3 separate regions of the Mus musculus genome follow, and all the other regions are linked to region 1. The links are chromatin contacts, called in public HiChIP or PLAC-seq maps. All regions are on one chromosome and are shown on one strand. Each heading gives the region's core, a stretch centred on a gene start, on an enhancer-like site or on the middle of the called end of the contact. The rest is flanking DNA. Distances are from core to core; before and after follow the strand shown.

Region 1 (4,386 bases), core at 1,192-3,691:
TGTGCGCAGTGAATGACGAGGCTGTGCAGGGGCTCTGGGCTGTCGTCCTATGTTTTCAGCTCACTGACATTCTGACATCACATTTTGAAAGAAGACCCATGGCCCACTTCTGGGTCTAGATTGTTCTAGACTGGATGTTAGATATGACTTAGAGGAAAATTACCATGATGTGAGTCTCCAGGGTTCTGGCATGGAGTTTCCCCTTTCCTGGGAAGGGAGTGGAGCTTGTTTAGTATTGTGTCTGTGTGAGCCGTGCATTGCAGGCACATGTGAGCATGTGTGTTTGCCTTCCTTTGTGTGGCTCATGGAAGGCTCCAACCTGTGGACGCTGTGTGGGAACTGCGCATGCTTGTTCACTTCAGCAGCATTCAGTGCGTGCGAGGAAAGGTCTCGTCTGCTGACTGCACTGGCAGGAGCCAGAATGGCCTGTGTTACTCATCTGCATCACTGATCCTTCAGACATCCCTGTTGCCCTTGTAACTTAATGTTCCGGCCAGGCCAGTTTCTAATTTTTCAGCAAGGACAATAAATTGCTAATGATCGTTGGTCTCTCCCTATTCTTAGACTATTGCCTAACACAAAGAGACAGGCTCATTCAATTTGGAAATGTTAATAGGATGCCAAAACCATGTTCTGAGCAAATAAAGGAAGGGCTTTCTCAAATGACCGAATCATTCTTTCCACAATCAAATCCCAACTGTCCCTGTTTGTGCGGCTGAATTAAAAGATGATCTAGACTTTAAATGTATTTATTAACCTAATCATATAGTATCTGAATAAGAAGGAAAGGGATGCCTCTCCCTCAGTGAACTTCCACGATAAAGCTAAGTTTTAGAAAATGAGTTCTAACACTTGCACTCCGTTATTTGCAGAGTACAGTTTTCTGAGACTCGACACTTCCCGTGTGTGCCCATTCAGGTCATTGTTCACTTCACTGGCATGGATTTTAGTATTTACAATATTAACATTTCCTGGTGCTTCTGTCTGTTACCTTCCCTCCTCCCATTTGTGTGGTATGTCACTCCCGACTGGGATCCTCCCATGGAAAGTGAGGGAAAGCTGAATTGACATCAGCTGGTTTTGAAACCTGTGAGCAATTAACCTCCGTGCCAAAAGGAATACTTAACATAATTGTCCGAAAGTTGGGGTGCCAAGCTGTGGCATTTATATTGTTAAACAACATTCCCTCTGGTCTCTGATGCTGATGATCCCTTGTTGTTTTGATTCCCTTGTATGGGGACCTATGGGGTTAAGATCTTCTAGAATACTCAAGAAGGAAATTGCTCTCCTTTCCTGAGAAATTTCCTTTATCTCTGTAAAGACCTTATTTGTACAGCCATTTACTGTTTTGATAATAAGAAATAATTAACTAGTGATTCATCGTATTCTTTGATTTTGTTGGAAGTGTTGCTTGCAATGCTTTAATAACTTTTAGATTGTAATTAACTTAATGTGTATGAGTGTTATACCTGCATGTGTATTTCTGCAGCAGGTGCTGTCTGGTGCTTGAGGAGGCCAGAAGAAGGTGATGGGGCCCTTGGAATTGGGCTACAGACAGCTATGGACTTCCATGTGGGTGCTGGGTATCAAACCTAGCTCTTCTGCAAGAGCAGCCAGTGCTCTTAACCACCGAGCTGAGTCTCCAGCCCCTCCATTTGTAACATTAACAGAGATTTGGCAACGGTACAGACACTTAGTAGATTAATTATCTCTTCTATACAGTGGGTCCCTATTCCTACTCACATGCATATGTCTGTCTGTCTGTCTGTCTGCCTGCCTTTGTATCTGCCTGCCTGCTTGCCTGCCTGTATCTGACTCTGTCTTTCTCTCTTTGGGAAAATATACATTGTGTTCAGATCTCTGTCCTCTAGATGGGATTTTTCTATGGGATTTGGTTTATTTTCTAATGTCTCAGGCCAGTACCCATTGGTTATGCTTGCTATTTGCTCTCTCCGAGTTCTCTTATCTGTAGCATGCATGACTCCTTCTGAACTGTAGTTGAATTATTTGTGACTATGTTTCTCCATAGATTATTTGATACGGGCATTAGTCATAGAAACTTTAAAGAACTCACTCCATTTGATTTAGTATTATAAGTTACAGAAAATAATATTAAGGACATATTAGTGGTCATGGAAGGCATCAGACAAGGTTTTGGCAGGCTGAGTCATGCAACTGGGCTGTAATACAGCTTACGTGTCCTGTCAGCCATGTAAGTACTACCCGGGGTAAACGATGTAATACATTTCTATTACAGGTGACACGAAGATATGCTGGTTTTGTACATTTTGATGCTGTGCCTTGTGCTATCCATCGACTAGTTCAGCTCTGATTGTTCAGGTGTTTGATGACTCATGCATCAACGCCTCCCTGCCACACTACAGGAAGTGAAGCCCAGTGCACAGAGGCAGCTGCAGAGCCCTCTGGTGACTCATATGCTGATTGCGACTTTGTCATTTTGGTGTTGATCCTTGGTAAACTGAACTGACAAACCAGCCAGTCAGCTGCCTCCAGGGTTGAAAGAGTCTAGCAGGCACTCTCTCCAGTCTGCACCAACAGAGCAGATCTCTCACCAGAGGCCTCCTCCCCACTTATCTGCAGAAGTCTGCTTCCCTCCATGGGCAAGGAGACAAGGGACTTTGGCATGTCATATCCCCACAACCCCCAGCGGTGAAACTGCAAAGGTCTTCACAGTTCTTCCTCTCGGGTTCTTACACAATACTTCTGTCCTTGCAAATGCCTGTTCTCCCATTCACATCATCCCAGACTCACCCAAGTTCGCCCTGGGTTTCAGGTTGCTCACAGTGTCCGCTTCTTGCACTCTGTCTCCCTCCCCCTCATTTATTCTTGCTTTGTCTCATCCTCAGACTCTCACTCTCTTGCTCTGCGAGTGTGTTGAATGATAAGTATTTTACCAGAGTTTGGAGGAGATGGGCTCAGGGTGCAGAGAAATTGTCCCCAGCATGGCATGAATAAAGCCTTAAGTAGCCATGGTGCTGTTTCCCCTTGATGCTTGCCCCTGGAGAGCAGATGTCCCATGACTGCCACTGTGTCCACCTTTTCTTCATGCCTTCTTCCTTACCTGTTGGTGCCTTTCCAGGAACTTCCTTGCGGCCCTCGTCTCTAAACCCCTCTATTCTGCTTTTTCCAGTAGAAGTAAGGCCTCCCTGGGCTTCCCCAAAATGCAGACATATACATGCTCAGCCTAAAATTCAGGAACAAGCGATCAGTCCTCCTAACACCACCGTCCCTCAGAATCTGAGGAGGTACGGATGAGTGTACACAATCTGTAACCTAAGCATTTCCTTCTAAATATTTATCTGATGCATTTTTGAATATTTTGAAAGGCCTTTAGTCTCCCATTCCATTGTAAGATCAAATGTTCCTATTTTTCTCTATTCAAAGGAGTTTTCACTATTCACACATCACAGGGAAATCGATGAACTCATTCACCATTCCCACCACCCTCCCTCCACCTTCTCCCCACCTGCCTTCCAATATACATTTACATCCATTTCATGCAATTCTCTCCCTTCCTCTCCTCCCTCCTCCCCCATTTTGTCATTTCCCCCTTTAAATGGTAGAAATTGCAAGCTTTCCTTTCTTGACAGTTATGATTAAGGGACTCTGCACCTGCTCAGGTGAGTGAATGGGAGAGACGCTGAAGCACATACTTATGCTAACTAATACCTTAGTCTCCTTCCATGTCTGCAAAAAAAGGTTTGCAGCTCAGAGGGACCGCCCCTTAAGTAAGTGCATTAAGCATTTCCTGTTCAAGTTCCTCACGAAGTCAAAAGAGCTCTTTGCACCTTGACTCATGATGCATGTTAGGGCGCAGGGGCGCTTTCTGTAGAGATGAATGGGTGCTCAGCTCACGTGGAAAGCAAGAAGGAAATGAGAAACGCAGGAGAGAGGGCAGGAAGACGTAGCAGGCTTTGATGGGAAATGGCTTAGCCCTTCCCCCTTGGCATAAACTTGAGGGGCCCTAAGACTAAAAGCGGGCACACTCTATAGTAGAGTGCCCGTGATCTCCATGTTGCTGTCTCATTTCCAAAGTCATCTCCCTCTCCACTTAGAATTCACAGCTATTTTTCCTTCTCTGATGGGAAAAGGCAGTCTTGCTAGACATGTACCCAATTAGTATGTAAATTTTACTGAAGAAACAGCCTTTTCTCTCTCCTGCGTTCTACAGCTCCTGTCCCCTCTCCACCTCCCTTCTTGCTGTTGCCTCAGAGAGGGTCCCCAGGGGCCATCATTGCAGGTGGCTGATAAGTCACTTAAATCTCCTGAACAGCCCTTCATCTCTGATTTCTTTCTCACACTTATTGCTATTGCTGACAGAAGAATTGATCGGGGTGCGGAGTTCTCAATTTGGACTTGGCAGGT
Region 2 (4,386 bases), core at 523-3,022, 890 kb after region 1:
TCACATCTGGCCTATTTTTCTTTAAGCCACTGACCCGTGATGATTTGCTATAGCAGTGACAGAAAAGGAACAGTGAGTGTCATGTTGATCCTTTCAACTTAGTTTCCAGCCTGGCATCCTGCTTCTGCTGCGAGAAGGTGTTCAAGTCTATCCACCGGAACACTCTTAGGTTTTCCTGCTGGAGCATACTCTCTTGAATGTAGCCAGAGGTTTCTCTGGTTACAACTTCTGGTGCTTGTCATGTTTCTCTCTGCAGTATGTAACACTAGGATTGCTGTCTTCCCTAGACAGTGGTGTGGTATCGGATACACCTGTCCCTCTTGAGACTTTCTAGGCCCGTAAGGCTGTCCCTCAAACCTTCTTTCTCTATGCTGACCTCATCTGATGGTTAACACTCACTGTCAAGTTGACACGATCTTGAGCCACTGAAGAGACAAGATCCTAGGTGAGTCTGTGATTCCGTGAGGATGGGGTTGACCAAGGAGGGAAGACCCACCCTAGATGTGTGTGCCATTCTACCAGGGGTTGGGGAAAGCAAGGTGAGTGCCCCCATCCATCGCTGCTTCCTGACTCCAGGTACCATGCAAGCAACTGGCCCCCCACCCCGCCGCTGCTGGAATATACTGTGCCCTCAAACTGTAAACCCCACCTTCCTTAAGATGCTTTTGTCAGGTGTCCTGTCATAGCAACTAGAAGAGTACTAATGTTCTATTCTTAGTGAGTACATCCATGTCAAAGTTCTCCTTGCCAGTGGGTCCTAACCCAGCATCTTCATCTCTGATCCTTCCTGTGTAACAAATCAGGCCTGTCTGTCCTTCATTGCCAGTGTCCACTCCTACAAACAACCCCCGTCTCAAACTCATGGCAAAACCCTAATTTCCATTGTTCCCCAGCTCTACCCTTTTCATTTTAATGCCTTCTCCAGATAACGATGTAAAATCTGAATGGTATGTAACACTCCTCTGTCTAATAACTTTCCTAAAATAAGAACTGTAGCTACCACCATGTGTTTATTTATCCGATTTTCTTCTTTATTGTACCACAAAAAAACAGAATTATTAGTTAGACCCCCCCCCCCCCCCAATGCTCCTTGACATTGACACAGACAGCCCCGCCCCCGTGAGAAGCTGAGGAATCATGGGAGTGAGCTTTGTGAGTCTGGAACCAGCTGGGGAGTTAGAAGGGTTAGCGATGTCCAGCTCAGACAGCGTGTGTCCTACAGAATTATAACACTTGAAATCTTCGCCAAAGCCCCTTCCTCTTAAGCTGTTGGGAGGTTTCACCAGAAAAAAGTTGCTTTTGCAACTCTTCTTTCAGATCCTCATACCTGACAAAACTTCTGGGTTTTGTTTTTAGGTATATAATTCCTCATTCTATGGACGGGCAAGCCTTTGAGACCCATAAAATTAACTGAGATGACAGTTACTACACAAGGGGTGGAGATTACAGTGTGAAGCAATCTGTTGGTTCAGCACGTGCAACGTTTAAGAAATGCCTTTTAAGTAATGTGTCTAGTGTGTTCATAGGCAGCCAGTGAATCATGTGAGCCTAGCGCCCTCTTGTGTTCACTAGGAGGCCAAGCACAGGGGCTTTCTATGACTTCCAAGGGATTTTTGTTTTGTTTTGAGATTTCAATTTTCATTTTATTAGTTTTTTTTTTTAATCAGTTACTTTGCAAAGACATCGTAGAGCATTAAGTCAAACACGTCTGTCAGTCTTCACCCCGTGTGACCACAGAGAACCAAGCACTGTTACTGTTACCGGAAGGGTGGGGATTTGGCCTCTAGTTTCCAAAGGTTACTGTCACCCTCAGAATCACGTGTTCAGATATCCAGCTTCCGGGTGACAAACCCACAAAATTCTCTTTTTTCTTTAACCTTACTCTCTCCAACACTTGACCTTTCTTTGTTTATTCCTTCTGGAGTGCCCAGGTCCTTATGCATTATGATAATGGTCTAAGGTTAAATATACTTTATAGATTTCCAAGGAGGACCGAATGTCTCTGGATTCCACAGACACCTGCAACCATGTGCAGCCCCCTGCTCCCGTGCAACTCACACACATAATGTAAAAAATAAAATACACCTTTAAAAATATGCTGCTGGAGAAGACCTACAGAGTCAACTAACCTGGGACCATGTGGACTCACAGAGACTGTCACTAGCCAGGGAGCAGGCAGGGGCTTGGCCTAGACCATCCCACACATTCGTAGCAAATGTTCAGCTTGGTCTTCATATGGGCCCCCTAACAAGTGCAGTGGGGGGAGTCTCCGTCTCTGTTCCCTGCCATTGGATCCCCTTCCCCTACCTGGGCTGCCCCGTTGGGCCTCATTGGGAGAGGATGTGCCTAGTCCTGCTGGGACTGGATGTCCCAGGGTAGAGTGGTACCCAAGGGGGGCTCCCCATCTCTGAGGAAAGGGGTAAGAAGCAATGGGGGGAGGGATTTGTAAGAGTGAGACTGAAAAGAGAGGAGGGGAGCTGTGATTGGGATATAAAGTGAATAAAAAATAAATTATTATAAAATATATGTTATGGATGTTGATGGCTTATGTAACCAGAGAGAACCCAGTTAGTCACTTGCCTTAGACAAAATAGGCACTGCAGGAGGCAGTGGACAAGAGGTAGGCACAGATTTTACTCTTATGTGTTCCCCAAGTGATATGTGTCCTCCACGAAGCTGGGAATGACTCATCGGAGATGGGTCCAAAATCCATGGACACCAACATCAGCCTTAAGCCTCTGTGCCCATACTCTACAAACCTGGCCACTATTTACCTTCTCAAGCTCTGATTTCCAAGCTGTAAAACAGTACCAATACCTAACTGGTAGGGCTGTTAGGAGGACTAAGTGAGATAACCTGTGTGAAGTATGCAGTGTACTGGCTTGCTTAGAATCTATGGAAAGATATAAGGCAAATATAGCACACACAGGCCGAATCAGGATGGCACGAGTCACTTGGTTACGTAAAGGTGTGGCCCTGGAAGACTCTGAGAGGAGGGAGAACACATTCTGGTGAGCCATCATCTAAAACCAAACTTCCACAGTTCTAACCACCACTGGGAAACAAACAAAGGGAGGGTTTTCAGTCAAAGGCAGGGAACCAACTGTGAGGAAAGAGAGAATCACAACTTCCACAGTCTCACAATGGCTGACAACAAAACAACAGGGCATTTATGCCTTTGCTCAATGTTAAGTCCCGAATAAGTACCCAGGATTTGCTGAACAGGATTCGAGATCATACACAGTCATACAAGATCATACACGGTCATACAACTCTTCCGATTCTCCCTTCAGATAGCGGGAATCACCACCAGTAGCTGGAACCTCCAGGAAAGCTTTTGTTGATTATGTCACTCAGAAGGCCCCAAAACTCCATGGGCTGCTGCTTAGGAGAGAGTGCCCGAGAGTCCTAGCCAAGGGAAGTGGGCCATAGGCTGGTTTTGAGAAAGAGTTTGCTATTGATTAGAACAGGTATGAGGACCTTGCTACCTATGAAGCAATTTGGTTCAAAATCCCCTTCCTGATTGCAAGCTTGTACAACCACTCTGGAAATCAATCTGGCGGTTCCTCAGAAAATTGGACATAGTACTACCGGAAGATCCAGCAATATCTCTTCTGGGCATATATCCAGAAGATGCCCCAACCAGTAAGAAGGACACATGCTCCACTATGTTCATAGCAGCCTTATTTATAATAGCCAGAAGCTGGAAAGAACCCAGATGCCCCTCAACAGAGGAATGGATACAGAAAATGTGGTACATTTACACAATGGAGTACTACTCAGCTATTAAAAAGAATGAATTTATGAAATTCCTAGCCAAATGGATGGACCTGGAGGGCATCATCCTGAGTGAGGTAACCCAATCACAAAGGAACTCTCACAACATGTACTCACTGATAAGTGGATATTAGCCCAGAAACTTAGGATACCCAAGATATAAGAGACAATTTGCTAAACACATTAAACTAAAGAGAACGAAGACCACAGTATGGACACTTTGCCCCTTCTTAGAATAGGAAACAAAACACCCATGGAAGGAGTTACAGAGACAAAATTTGGAAGTGTAACGAAAGGATGGACCATCTAGTGATTGCCATATCCAGAGATCCGTCCCATGATCAGCTTCCAAACGCTGACACCATTAGCAGGATTTTGCTGAAAGGACCCAGATATAGCTGTCTCTTGTGAGACTATGCCAGGGCCTAGCAAACACAGAAGTGGATGCTCACAGTCAGCTATTGACTGGACCACAGGGCTCCCAATGGAGGAACTAGAGAAAGCACCCAAGGAACTAAAGGGAACTGCAACCCTATAGGTGGAACAACAATATGAACTAAGCAGTACCCCGGAGCTCTTGTCTCTAGCTGCATATGTATCAAAAGATGG
Region 3 (4,386 bases), core at 756-3,255, 720 kb after region 1:
TTTAATTCTTTGGGGGGTTTTGCTCTTTTTGTTGTTTTGTTTTGTTTTTAGAGAACAGCAGTGTGTTTCTTACCCTAAGAAAGTTTTTAATTCCTTCTAAAGGCATCTATAATGCGACATAACAAAAACTGGAGAGGGGGTGGGGGTGGGGGTGGGGGTAACAGATTCTCCCACATCTGGTAGCACAATAGTAATCAAAACAGTGATCCATGGGTAGGGTGCACGATACTCTGCCAAATACTACAACAGCGATTGCCAAAAGGATTCCCACAAACAGTCTCATTCTTTAACAGTCTGATGGGAGGATATTATCTCTGTTTTACAGAGAAGACCAGAGAGCTTCTAGTAAGTTAGGTCTCTAGCCAGATCACACAGATAGCGAGACGGAGGCACTATCTTAGCCCTTTAAGCATGGAACTGGAAATAGGTGTGCCACCCCCACCATGGCCAGGTGCAGCAGTAAGAGCCATTACACCACCTCTGACGTATCAGACGCCAGGTGCAGAGTATGTACAGTGGGAAAAAACACTGACTAGGGTCTAGACAGTAACCCCTCCCCCACCCCACCCCACCCCACCCCACCCCACCCCGTGTCCAAGTAGCTATTGAGGCTGTCAACTGCCATTTCTGTAGCTAAAGCAAGTCTTACACGGAGAAACAGCCCCTCACACTGCATAGAGGAGAAATCCCAGGAAGCCCCATCTTCATCCCCAGTCTTGGGTTAAGGGCAATGGATGGCCTGGCTTGGGGTGCAGAAGGCCAAGGCCTTATTAAACACACTAAATTCAATTGATCCTGCAACCCCCTCAGAGTGTTCACATGGTTTAATTTTTAAAGAAGAACGCTTATATGATTGCCCTGAAACCAACTAATCAGATAGGATATCAAATGGGATTAATTATTAAATGCTCAAGTCTTTTATAATGTCTTTTAGGCATTTTGCTCTCTAAAAATGATTATATTGTACGCTAAAATCAAAGCAATGTAGTGAACTATCCAAGTCTCAGAAAACAAATTAAGGGATCTATAAGCCATAGAAGTCGAGTTCCATGAGTGATAGCTTGGAGACCCCCCACCCCCTTCCTCCCTGCTCACCAGCTCCTGCCAGGCTCATGCATGTGAACACTTGGTGGCCCTGGTTTTGGAGGCTTAGGAGGTGTGGTCTTACTGAAGGGCTTATGTCACTGGGTGTGGGCTTAAAGAGCTTCAAACCTCACTCTCCTTGCTGTTTCTCTCTCTCTCTTTCTCTCTTTCTCTCTCTCTCTCTCTCTCTCTCTCTCTCTCTCTCCCTCTCCCCCCACCCTCTCTCCCCTTTGTGCTTGCGGTTGAAGACGTGAACCCTCAGCTTCCGGTTCCTTCAGCCATGCCTACACTCCCCCATCATAGACTCATCCCTCTGGAACCATAAGCCCATAAAAAGCTTGCCATCTATAAGCTGACTTGGTCGAGGTATTTTATCATAGCAACAGAAAAGAAACTAGCACACCACGTTACTCCAGCTCTCCATCCCTGGAATCATTACAAGTTGGCTCTAACAATGAATAAGCCTGAAAACAAACAAGACTGGCTCTTTATAAAAAGTTAGCTCTGCTTACAGGGCCTGACTAAGTATAGCTGAATTAGAAGCAAATTAAACTAGCTAAAAGTGCCAAGAAAAGCTGCAAAGACACTAATAGTTTGTTTAGTTAACAGTGTTGACTGTTGTCTGAGAAGGGAGGGTGGGGGGAGAAGAAACCAATGGTACCCTCAATAACTGAGCAAATGTGTGTGTGTGTGTGTGTGTGTGTGTGTGTGTATACAGCCATCACTATGGCAACATGTCCACAGTGGACTAAGAATACTAACAAAGGATTTCTGTCATGTGTGGCAGGTTTTGTTTTTCTAAGCAAGTGGTTCTGATAAAGGAGAGCATGGGAGGAAAGGTGTGTGTGAAATATGGGGGAGGGACAGGACCTTGGGTAATAAAATGACTCATGGGAATTATAAAACCCTGCCAAAGGAGCCCAGACCCCAACCCAGGCAACTGATGGAAGGGGTGGCTTTTATCTTCTGACTCACAATCTCAGTTTGGAGGGAGCTAATTGGTAGGCTCTTTGTGGGCTAAAACCATTGAATTGGCACTTAGGGTTAGCATCCACCACACCCATCTTTCCCCCTCCCCCACCCCCTGATTTCCCCCCATAACCATTAGTAAAGCAGTCTGGGAATATGAATATACTGCTTTAGTAATGCTAAATTACTGCTATTTTGTTCCCCAGGATTTGCTGCCCTCTAAAAGACAAATGGAGTTCACAGGAAGAAGATGTGTTTAATTCTCAGAGCAAAGAATAAAGGAGCAATGCCTCGAGTCTTATAGAGTCAAGGAGAACACAGGAATGTCTGCCATTTCCCAACCAGAGATGGAAGTATGGGTCTAGAGGAAAAGGAGAAGAAGAGCGAGGATATTGGATACATGTCTCAAACAGTGCTCACACAAACCACCCTGGGAATGCGTTACACAATGGCCATGACTCAAAGTTATCCAAATGCAGGCCTGCATTCACACAATAGAACTTAACAGCACTGACCATAAGAAAATCGTCACATCCCCGGTGTCGGTTAAAGGAGGGAAACAAGTCTTGTTCAGGAGAAATGAGCCCAGCTTCTCAGCATCTTCTATGACTTGCCCATCCTTGTAAAGACAACAGAGCCAGAGAGTAATGATCGCAAAGTCAAGGCCCAAAGCCTAATTCATAATTGGAATAGCTGATTATAGTGGCACAAGCCTAGAATCCTACACTTAGAGGCAGAGGCAAGAGGATTGAGAGTTTCAGGACAGCCTGGGCTATATACAGGGACACTGTTTTAAGAAATAAACAAGCAGGGCTGGAGAGATGGCTCAGCGGTTAAGAGCACTGACTACTCTTCCAGAAGTCCTGAGTTCAATTCCCAGCAACCATATGGTGGCTCACAACCATCTGTAACGGGACCCCATAACTTCTTCTGGTGTGTCTAAAGACAGCTACAGTGTACACATATAAAAATAAATAAGTTTTTTTTTAAAAAAAAAGAAATAAACGAGCATACAAAGAAATAAACACAGCTTTAGTGTGCTCAAGGCAGGGAGGTAACTGTAGCCTTAGAGTCTCTCTGGAACACACCTGAATCTTGTCTTTTGGTAGGAGAAGCACAAAGAGATTATGAGAGTTCCACATTTGTACTCGTAAGGGCTTTATTTTCGGTCTTCTTCTAGAGGAAGAACATTGCTTTAACTATTTCTACAAATAGTCTGTCCTCAATGGTGTGTGCATTTGGGGAAATGGTAACTGTGGAAAAAGGTCTTTAGTTTCTTTGAGTTGTAAGAGGCGTAGCAGTCTTGGGCTTCAGAAGCCAGGAAAGGAGGGGTTGGGGCTCAGCTTTGTCTCGTCTACCCAAACCAAACACCTTAACCCCATTTTCTGAACTCAGTCCCATGGCATCCTGAGAGGTACTGAGTATTGAGTACTGAGATAGTGCTAGTTCCTGTTTGCATAGGAAACACCCTCCACCAAAACAAGAAACAGTAACTGTGATTTTTTTTTTTAAAGCTACAGCTTGAAGTAGGACAGCATCAGTTCAAACCAGGCCTGGATCTCTCCAAGGCCTGTGCACGCTGTGTTGTGCATACATACCTCCCTCTATTCATTCCCAGATAACATCTCCATCTTCTTTCCCAGATAACTGAATGTGAAGGGTTTTTTTTTTGTTTGTTTGTTTCTTAGGCTCATCTTAGGTTGTTATTCTTACCTATTTAAGACATTTTTTCCCCCAGAAGATTTATTTATTTATTTATTTGTGCGTGAACATTTTGCCTGAATGTATAGCTGTGTATCCTGTATGGGCCAAGCACTCTCATACTGAAATCAGAGGAGGGTGTGGCAGCCTCGGGAACTGGAGTTACAGGTTATTACTGAGGGAATTATGAGATACCCTCTGGGAAATCAAAGCCAGGTCCTCTGCAAGAGCAGCAAATGCTCTTAATTGAAGAGCCATCTCGCCAGCCTCCCTCCCCCCAATTTTGGTAGAACTCTATTCTCTTTTCCTTAGTAGAAGCCCCCAAATGGCATGTGTTTGCATAAATTATGCTCACTAGACTTGTAGATACAACTGGTTTTCCACCAGCTTGATCTGAGAGCTTTCTAAAGAAGCTGAACAGTGCTAGGCCAGCTCTGAGGCCTGGTGGGGTAACTTCGCCTTGGCCTCAGTATTTGGCGTTGCACTTTGGATGTGCAGGCTACATGATTTAGAAGAAGGGGCGAGTCAATGGGTCCCCGCCTTCTTGGTGATAACGCTGACTTGAAAGCAGGCCTTACACTGAATTCTGTCATAGATCAAACACTTGTAATAGGTTGATACACAGAACCTGTG

The links. HiChIP or PLAC-seq counts read pairs in DNA pulled down with a chosen protein or histone mark.
Region 2: a contact with region 1 is called in an HNF4G HiChIP or PLAC-seq map of pancreatic cancer cells. The contact joins two enhancer-like sites. A contact is called at or near these places in 1 of 484 Hi-C or Micro-C datasets (cortical neurons) and 1 of 115 datasets of contacts at active chromatin or transcription factors (pancreatic cancer cells).
Region 3: a contact with region 1 is called in an HNF4G HiChIP or PLAC-seq map of pancreatic cancer cells. The contact joins two enhancer-like sites. A contact is called at or near these places in 1 of 484 Hi-C or Micro-C datasets (cortical neurons) and 1 of 115 datasets of contacts at active chromatin or transcription factors (pancreatic cancer cells).

Annotation. Positions count from the first base shown.
Region 1 is chr6:49,654,365-49,658,750 of GRCm38.p6, forward strand. All of the region lies in intron 2 of Gm31226 (a long non-coding RNA gene), which reads left to right. Among named protein-coding and RNA genes, the nearest start is that of Gm31226, 23 kb to the left of the region's middle. Within about 2 kb of position 2,442, at least 54 of the 459 cell types and tissues checked have an H3K27ac peak or open chromatin away from gene starts, as enhancers often do. A contact at or near this core is called in pancreatic cancer cells, where this site is marked.
Region 2 is chr6:50,544,064-50,548,449 of GRCm38.p6, forward strand. No RefSeq gene overlaps it. Among named protein-coding and RNA genes, the nearest start is that of Gm38806, 5.5 kb to the left of the region's middle. Within about 2 kb of position 1,773, at least 73 of the 459 cell types and tissues checked have an H3K27ac peak or open chromatin away from gene starts, as enhancers often do. A contact at or near this core is called in pancreatic cancer cells, where this site is marked.
Region 3 is chr6:50,371,381-50,375,766 of GRCm38.p6, forward strand. The region is part of intron 2 of Osbpl3 (oxysterol binding protein-like 3); the gene reads right to left. Among named protein-coding and RNA genes, the nearest start is that of Gm52900, 8.1 kb to the right of the region's middle. Within about 2 kb of position 2,006, at least 48 of the 459 cell types and tissues checked have an H3K27ac peak or open chromatin away from gene starts, as enhancers often do. A contact at or near this core is called in pancreatic cancer cells, where this site is marked.